Linked DNA regions of Sus scrofa: region 1 is linked to region 2. Evidence: chromatin contacts called from public Hi-C data. All regions are on one chromosome and are shown on one strand. The core of a region is the stretch at or near the end of the contact, and the rest is flanking DNA. Distances in the headings are between cores, read along the strand shown. Region 1 overlaps CREB3L2 (cyclic AMP-responsive element-binding protein 3-like protein 2). Region 2 holds the start of AKR1D1 (3-oxo-5-beta-steroid 4-dehydrogenase).

Region 1 (3,467 bases), core at 164-2,663, 100 kb before region 2:
TGATGACAAATATTTGCAATACACTTTTGAGAAGTCTAACGACACATTTTTTATTCCCCATGTTTGAAGCTATATAAAATCAGCTCATGACAAAAACCAGATGTGGGAAGGAAGAAAGCGTGTTAGCATGTTGAGATCACAGGCAGTTCTTAGAAAATCTTCAAGACTGTCATCCTGCTGCTTTAGCAGTGGGACCTAAAATTTCCTGCAGGAATAAAGGCCAAGTGCCCCGAATGGCACCCAGGCTGGGTGAAGCTCGGGGAGACAGAACTGGGGGGATCGGGGTGCAGGAATGCAGGGAACACTCACATGAGGCGCCGTGAGGAGCGGGGAGCTGGCCAGCGCCGAGGGGGCCCGCGCTGGGGCCCTGGCGGGGCTGTGGGTCTGCGGCAGGCCGAAGGGGTGCAGGCGCGGGCTGGGGCTCAGGCTGCCCTCGGAGTCGCTGCTGTGGCTGCTGGGAGGGGTGGGCGGTAAGTGCAGGTGGTCCACGGAGGCTGAGGGAGAGAGCGGATTGCATCCATCAGGGAGCCACCAAGCAGGACTTGGGGGCAGTTCAAGCAACCATTAAATATCCATTCAGCTAAACTCAGGGCAGTGGAACAAAAGAAGGAGGAGTCTCTGCTTGGATATGGAAAGGCCTCCGAGATGTGTGGTTAAGGGAGGAGGATAGAGCCTGGTGCACAGCAGCACACGAGGTAACCCTCCTTGAGTTCCATTGTGGCTCAGTGGTCGCAAACCCAACCAGTGTCCGTGAGGACGCAGGTTCAATCCCTGGCCTCGCTCAGTGGGTTAGGGATCCAGCATTGCTGTGAGCTGTGGTGTAGGCCACGAGTTGCAGCTCTGATTGGACCCATAGCCTGGGAACCTCCATATGCCCTAAAAAGACAAAACGAACAAACAAAATGTAACCCTCCTTTTGTACGGAAAAAAAAAAAAAGGAGAGAAAGCGAACACAGACTCCTACCTGCTCATATCTACATAAAGAACCTCTGGAAACTATATGAGAAGCTAATAAGATTATGAAGTAATGGGAGCAGGGGAAATGAGAGTAGATGGGGCTGGCATTGCTGTCCCTCGATTCATTTCACAGAGTTGCCATAGTTTGACTTGTAAATCATGTTAACGTATTGGGATCTATCTTTTTCAAAAAATAGCAAAAGCTGGGAGCCCAGGAGTGTTTGAGCAAAGCTCATTTGTTTCAGGAGGAATGTGCATGGGAGGGCCCACAGGCAGATGCCAGGCATTCTTGACTCAGATGACACCCAGTTCCTCAGCAGATAGATAGGTAGGCACTGGAAGATAAATGGGGGGGGGGGGGGATTTCCTCCCGCAAAGTCCCTCAGCATCTAAGCATTCTTCCTTGGGGAGGGACACACACACTCTGCCGGCGCCTTCCAGCCTTGGTCGGTGCCAATTGTGCATCTCCAGGGACGGGCTCCTGAAGGGGAATCACTCAAGTTCAACCTGACCGGCGAGCTTTGAGGCCTCCCTCTTTTTCTGACCTGCCGACCTCCGCATTGGGCTGAAATGCTCTGAGAGCCGGCCGCTGTTACTGAGCCAAGGGACATGACCTCGGGTAAGCCTTTCACGCCACACCCCTCCTGAGCCCCCCCCAGGACAACAGAGCCCTTGGTGCAGCGGCCCTGAGCTGGCGAGGCGCCCAGGGGCCTCACACACACCTGGACTTGCTTGGCCAGAGAACGGCTCGGGGCTGTGGAAAGGCCTCAGTCTCCCGCCTGATGTCCCACGGATGGAAAGGGCTTTCGGAGACACAGCTACTCACCTAAGGAGAAGGACTCCCAGAGCTGCCTTTGGAGGTGACCAGCTGCAACCAGGCAGCTCTGTCGCCCCTAAAACTCCTGAGTGTCCTAGGAACCACGAGATGCCTCGCTGCCCCCCTCGCCCCCGCCCCCATTCACGTCACACATTCTCTCAATCTCTCTCTCTCTCTCTCTCTCTCTCTAACCCTTCTCTCTTCTCCTCCTAACACACTACTTTTCACTAGATGCGTCCCTTTTTCTCAGCCAAAGAGCTCCCCGGGTTTTTAGAGTCTGCGGGCACTCTTAAAGCAAAGGAATATTCTAAAACAATCCTACATACCTCTACTGCCAAGTCCTCTGCCAATAGCTCCAGGCAGCTAAGGAGCGTATGCGTGTGCCTTAAATGTGTGCTCGCCTAGAAAGGAGGAGCCCTGAGAGTGTCACCAAGGCTTTCCCAGTGCCGTGACGACCTGCGACACTCGTGGTGTCGGACGCAGTAAGCAAGGAGGCCATCAGACTGGGGTGGCTCTAGCCCCCTGGTGGCCTATGTAGGCGACCCAAAATCTAAGCCTGTAAATGCTTCAAGGTTACCAGACTGAAGCCTAAGGACAATCAGTCACAAACAGCCCACTCAGCTTTAGGTTAGAGCCAATCAGTAATTTCCTTACTTTGCTTCCTTCTTTTCTATATAAAAGTCTCCCCCTAGCTCCTGTAGGTGAAACCTTCTAACCACTTCCGGTTCGGTGCTGCAGAACCTAATAAATTTTTGCTCAAAGATGTGCTTAAAATGTTTAATTTTTTAGAGTTTCTCTTCTAACAATGTTTATCTTTTTATTTATTTATTTTTAAATTTTTTTTTTTTTGGCTTTTTGTAGGGCCGCACCTATGGCCTATGGAGGTTCCCAGGCTAGGCGTCTACAGCCACCAGCCTACACCACAGCCACAGCAATGCAGGATTCGAGCCACATCTGCGACCTACACCACAGCTCACAGCAATGGTAGATCCTTAACCCACTGAGCAAGGCCAGGGATCGAACCCGCAACCTCATGGTTCCTAGTCTTATTTGTTTCCACTGCGCCACGACGGAACTCCTATCTTTTTAACCATGGCCAACAAACAAGCAAACCAAAATCAAAACCAAACCCAGGAGCTGAGGAACCTAATACGGGCTCCGGTTGTCTGGGATGCGGAGCTGTCGGATTCTGGAGAACCAGCCCAGAGGACTAGAGTTTATTCGTCCCTTTCACTGGGCACAGTCCAAATTATTCTAATACTGTTCCTCCTATGTGAGCAGACGGTGCTCCACAAAACACGGAAAAGGCACGGCAGGAAAAGTGAAGCAAACTCAAATCTCCTCTTACTTAACTATTAAGAGCACACTGCCCTGGAGTTCCCCTGTGGTGCAGAGGCTAACGAACCCGACTAGGAACCATGAGGTTGCGGGTTCGATCCCTGGCCTTGCTCAGTGGGTTAAGGATCCTCTGTCGCTGTGGCTGTGGTACAGGCCAGTGGCTACAGCTCCGATTAGACCCCTAGTCTGGGAACCTCCATATGCCGTGGGAGGGGCCCTAGAAAAGACAAAAATAAAAAAGAGCATAGTGCCCTGGCCACAGGTGCCTCGGTATCAGATTTCTAAACATCACTTGAAATGTTGCTCTTGGGTTACTTACTGGCAGGACTGGGGACAACCAGCTACTCTGCCTGAA
Region 2 (3,438 bases), core at 711-3,210:
GCACTCTGCATGTTTTCAACAAGCCATTCCCAACCACCGCAAATGCCTTGGTGGGAATCACAGAGAGGCCCTCATCCCTTTTCCCAAAATAACGCCAGCCAGAGGCAAAGGCCAAAGAGGTGGAGCCTGCAGGCCATTTTGCAAAAGTTTCAAATATCCTGGCCCTGACCCCATTAAAAGAATCATGAAGGGGAAACAGCCAAGCCTCTCGTTTTCTCATTAGTGTCTCTCTCTCTCCCTCTCAATACAAACTCTGTATTTGTAATAAAGAAACAAAGAGGTCTCACAGAAAGTGTATTATCAGTGCTGGCTGTTGGAAACAAAATTTCATTTTGCAAATGTAATATCAAAAACTCGGAATTGAAAACTTCAAAAGAAACTTATGCTCTGTGACCAGTGGGGTCTCTGTGGCATAAGAACTGAACTGGTGAGCTGTCCCACCTACTCCAAAGCCTTTCTGAAATATGCAGTGCCTCAGATTTTCCATACCCCTTTGCTGATCTTTTCTCTGAAGGAGGAAGCCGATTTCTTGGCTGCACAGTTAAAGAAGCCAAATAAAGCAGTCTCCCTCCTAATAGGAAGGAGTCTTTTCAAAACACACACACACACACACACACACACACACAGGTATACTTCTTAAAATACAAATAAGAAAGTAAAGCGAGAGAGACAGGGAGATAGAATATGACAACAAAGGAAAGAAAATGCTACTTTATTTTGTCCAGTTTTTTAAAAACCTTCCCACAAAAATGAGCAGCACACTAGAAGGGGATTATCAAAACATCTACCCCTTCTCTCGCTTTACAGTGCAGAAAGCATAGAAAATGAGACTGCAGATGTGAAAAACCCATAGGGAACCCAGTGTAAGTTGCTTAAAAAAATACAAAGCGTTGTTACTATTACCAAAAGTTTTAAAGGGCTAGCTGCCCACCTTCACTGTTCAGTTAGAAAAACCACACCTCTTCCCAGATTTTTTTCTTTCTGGGCCATGCTCTTCCCAAATACTTCCTTCCCAGTTCCCTGCCCCGAACTGTTCCTTTGGTGACACTTCCCCCTCTCAAGCCGCCCCTTCCCCGCCCCGCCGAGTCCTCACCGTATGGTACATGAGAGCCTCTGTTTCCCCGGGCTCTGACAGCTCGCTCAGCTTGCGGTCCCACTGCAGGACGCTCTGCTCCCCGCTCTCCAGCACCTCCATGGTGGTCCGAGGCGCGCTGGGCCGAGGATGCTGAGGGCAGGAGGGGAGCCGGCAGGGTCTCGGAGAGCGAGATTCGCCTCCACACGAGTGTATGTGTGTGTGTGTGTGTGTGTGTGTGTGTGTGTGCGCGCGTGCGTGTGCGTGTAGCTTATGCACTTAGGAAGGAAAACGTTCGCTTCTCTGCCTCAGAAAGAACTGCCAAGGGCTCCGGTCCGGAGATTCCCCGGAGGAGAGTGACGGTCCTGAGGTCAGACCGAAGGCTGAGGAGGTGAAAGCAGGGTGTGCATCCAAAAGAAAGACAGGAAATCAGCTCTCATTCCCAGAAAGCCTTTCTCAACAAGCCCACTCTCCGCTAGGGCTCCAGACACAAACTTTGAGACTCCCCAGGGCTCCTCAGCTCTGCTCCCGGACGCAGCTACGACTCCACCTCCCTCCAGAGCGTGGACCAATCGAATACTCATCTCACCCATCCTACCCAATCAGAAGTCTCGCTCTCCGCCCAAAGGCGGGGGCAGTGGGAAGTCTCCGCCTAGGCTGTGGAATGTGGGAGGGGAGAGCCTTGACGTCACCGGGGAACTACTCCTGTCTTAGCGTGGCCGACAGCCGCAATCTGCGGCAGCAGACAAATGGAGTGCTGGAAACCTAAAGTGATGGACTGGGGGCGCAACCAATGAGGAAAGGGCGCCTGGGAGGGCCAGCCAATCAAATAGCGACAAGAATACATTTTATACTAGGGAGGGTGCACTCTGAAGCCTCTTTAAGAATCCACAGAAATCAGCGCGCGCGTCTGGAGGAGGCCAGAGCTGGTTTCAGGGCTGTGTTACGTACTGTCTTAAGTATTTTCAAATAGATTAGCCCATTGGAGTCTTTCAGGATTTCTGAAAAATAAGTTACATTATACACAAATTAAATATTCTCTGTTGTGCATGAATTTGTATTGGCACAGTTCTGGCAAATCGTAATTGCTGGTGCTTCCTATTTTTCTCCCGCTTTCTGTTGTGCTCTTCTCCTGAGGTGTTTTTTTGTTTTGTTTCGTTTTAATGGGGTCTCCTTATTTTATTTTTTTTCCTTTTATTTACTGAAGAGACATTATTGGAAAGAGTAAAGCTTTCTTTTCCAGGTCATAGAGCTTTTACCTCAAGGGAGGAGTCAGACAGTAAACAGGTAAAGGAATGAGTGATAGAATGTAAGAAAGTGGTAATGCTGTAAAGAAAAATAAAAGCAAGGTAAAAGGATGGGGCAGATGGATGCTATTTTAGTAACAGTCGGGAAGGTGACATCTGCGAGCAGACCTGAGCGAAAGGAGGTGTGGATAGGAGCTGGGTTTTTGTTGGTGTTGTGGCTGTTGCCTGAGCTGCTGCCAGTAAATGAGGGGAGAGGGGGCCCGAGACACAGGCAGGGGCCAGACCACCAGGCCGAGATTAGCAAAGAGCCGCGTCTAAAATACCACCCACCCCCCCCAACAAATTGTGATTTTTCTCCCTCCTTTCAGACTCCTCCTTTGAAGGAAACAGAGTGTTTACATGTATAATTTGTTCACTTTAAATGTAAGGAAGGCATTGCCAGTTGTCTCTAGAAGTTTCTTACAAGGGCACATCCAGCTATGGAGGTAAGGTGTTACTTTGGCCCCTTTGCAGGTATTTTTTTAGTGGGTGGGGTCAGTCAAATTTTGTCTTAAGATTCTTTGTTATCTTTGAGTGACCGTTTATCATAGCGATTCTCCCATTTGTCTGGCCCTATTTCCTGGGTCGTTTGAGAATATTTTAATGCTTGTGTAGAAAATGTAGCTTATGGGCCCGCAGCTTCCTCATACAATTTTTTTTTTTTTTCAGTTTTCTCTTGGTCCTTGGTTTTTATACCTCCTTTACCCCATCCTTTTCATAGATCACCTTTTCAATTTCTAGAGACCTTTCCTGTTTTTCTGAGCATAACACTCAACATGAGCAAGTAAGGTGAGAAACTCCTTCATATTGGATAACATGTATCTGTCAAACATTTCTGCTTTAGACTATGTCAGTCCCAGGTTAGGCCCCATGTGGTTGGCAGCTGCTAAGATGGCTCCAGTGATCCTGCCTCCTGGTATAGCTGCCTCCCCTTGAGTGTGGGCTGGACCTGGGGCCTTCCTTCTAACAAAGAGGAGATGGCAAAGGGATGGGATGTCAGAAAAGAGTCTGGCTCCTGGCTTGTTTGTCCTCTCTTGCTTGGTTGCTCTGAGGGAAGCCAGCTGCCATTCTGTGATTCCC

The links. Hi-C and Micro-C count contacts between places; a contact is called where the count stands out from the background.
Region 1: a Hi-C map of retroperitoneal adipose tissue shows a contact between it and region 2, with 2.3 times the contacts expected there. The contact joins the enhancer-like site here to the promoter of AKR1D1 in region 2. A contact is called at or near these places in 5 of 5 promoter capture datasets (fetal liver, fetal skeletal muscle, liver and 1 more), 6 of 47 Hi-C or Micro-C datasets (embryonic fibroblasts, liver, mesenteric adipose tissue and 2 more) and 2 of 2 datasets of contacts at active chromatin or transcription factors (alveolar macrophages and skeletal muscle).

The regions. Positions count from the first base shown.
Region 1 is chr18:11,633,602-11,637,068 of Sscrofa11.1, reverse strand. It overlaps CREB3L2 (cyclic AMP-responsive element-binding protein 3-like protein 2), which reads right to left. Exons shown (of 12, transcript XM_003134635.4): 5 at 310-494. Among named protein-coding and RNA genes, the nearest start is that of DGKI, 70 kb to the left of the region's middle. Within about 2 kb of position 1,413, at least 10 of the 83 cell types and tissues checked have an H3K27ac peak or open chromatin away from gene starts, as enhancers often do. A contact at or near this core is called in fetal liver and retroperitoneal adipose tissue, where this site is marked.
Region 2 is chr18:11,531,368-11,534,805 of Sscrofa11.1, reverse strand. AKR1D1 (3-oxo-5-beta-steroid 4-dehydrogenase) reads left to right here and starts at 1,960. Exons shown (of 9, transcript XM_021078691.1): 1 at 1,960-3,438. CREB3L2 (cyclic AMP-responsive element-binding protein 3-like protein 2) reads right to left here and starts at 1,622. Exons shown (of 12, transcript XM_003134635.4): 1 at 1,094-1,622. The coding sequence starts at 1,195.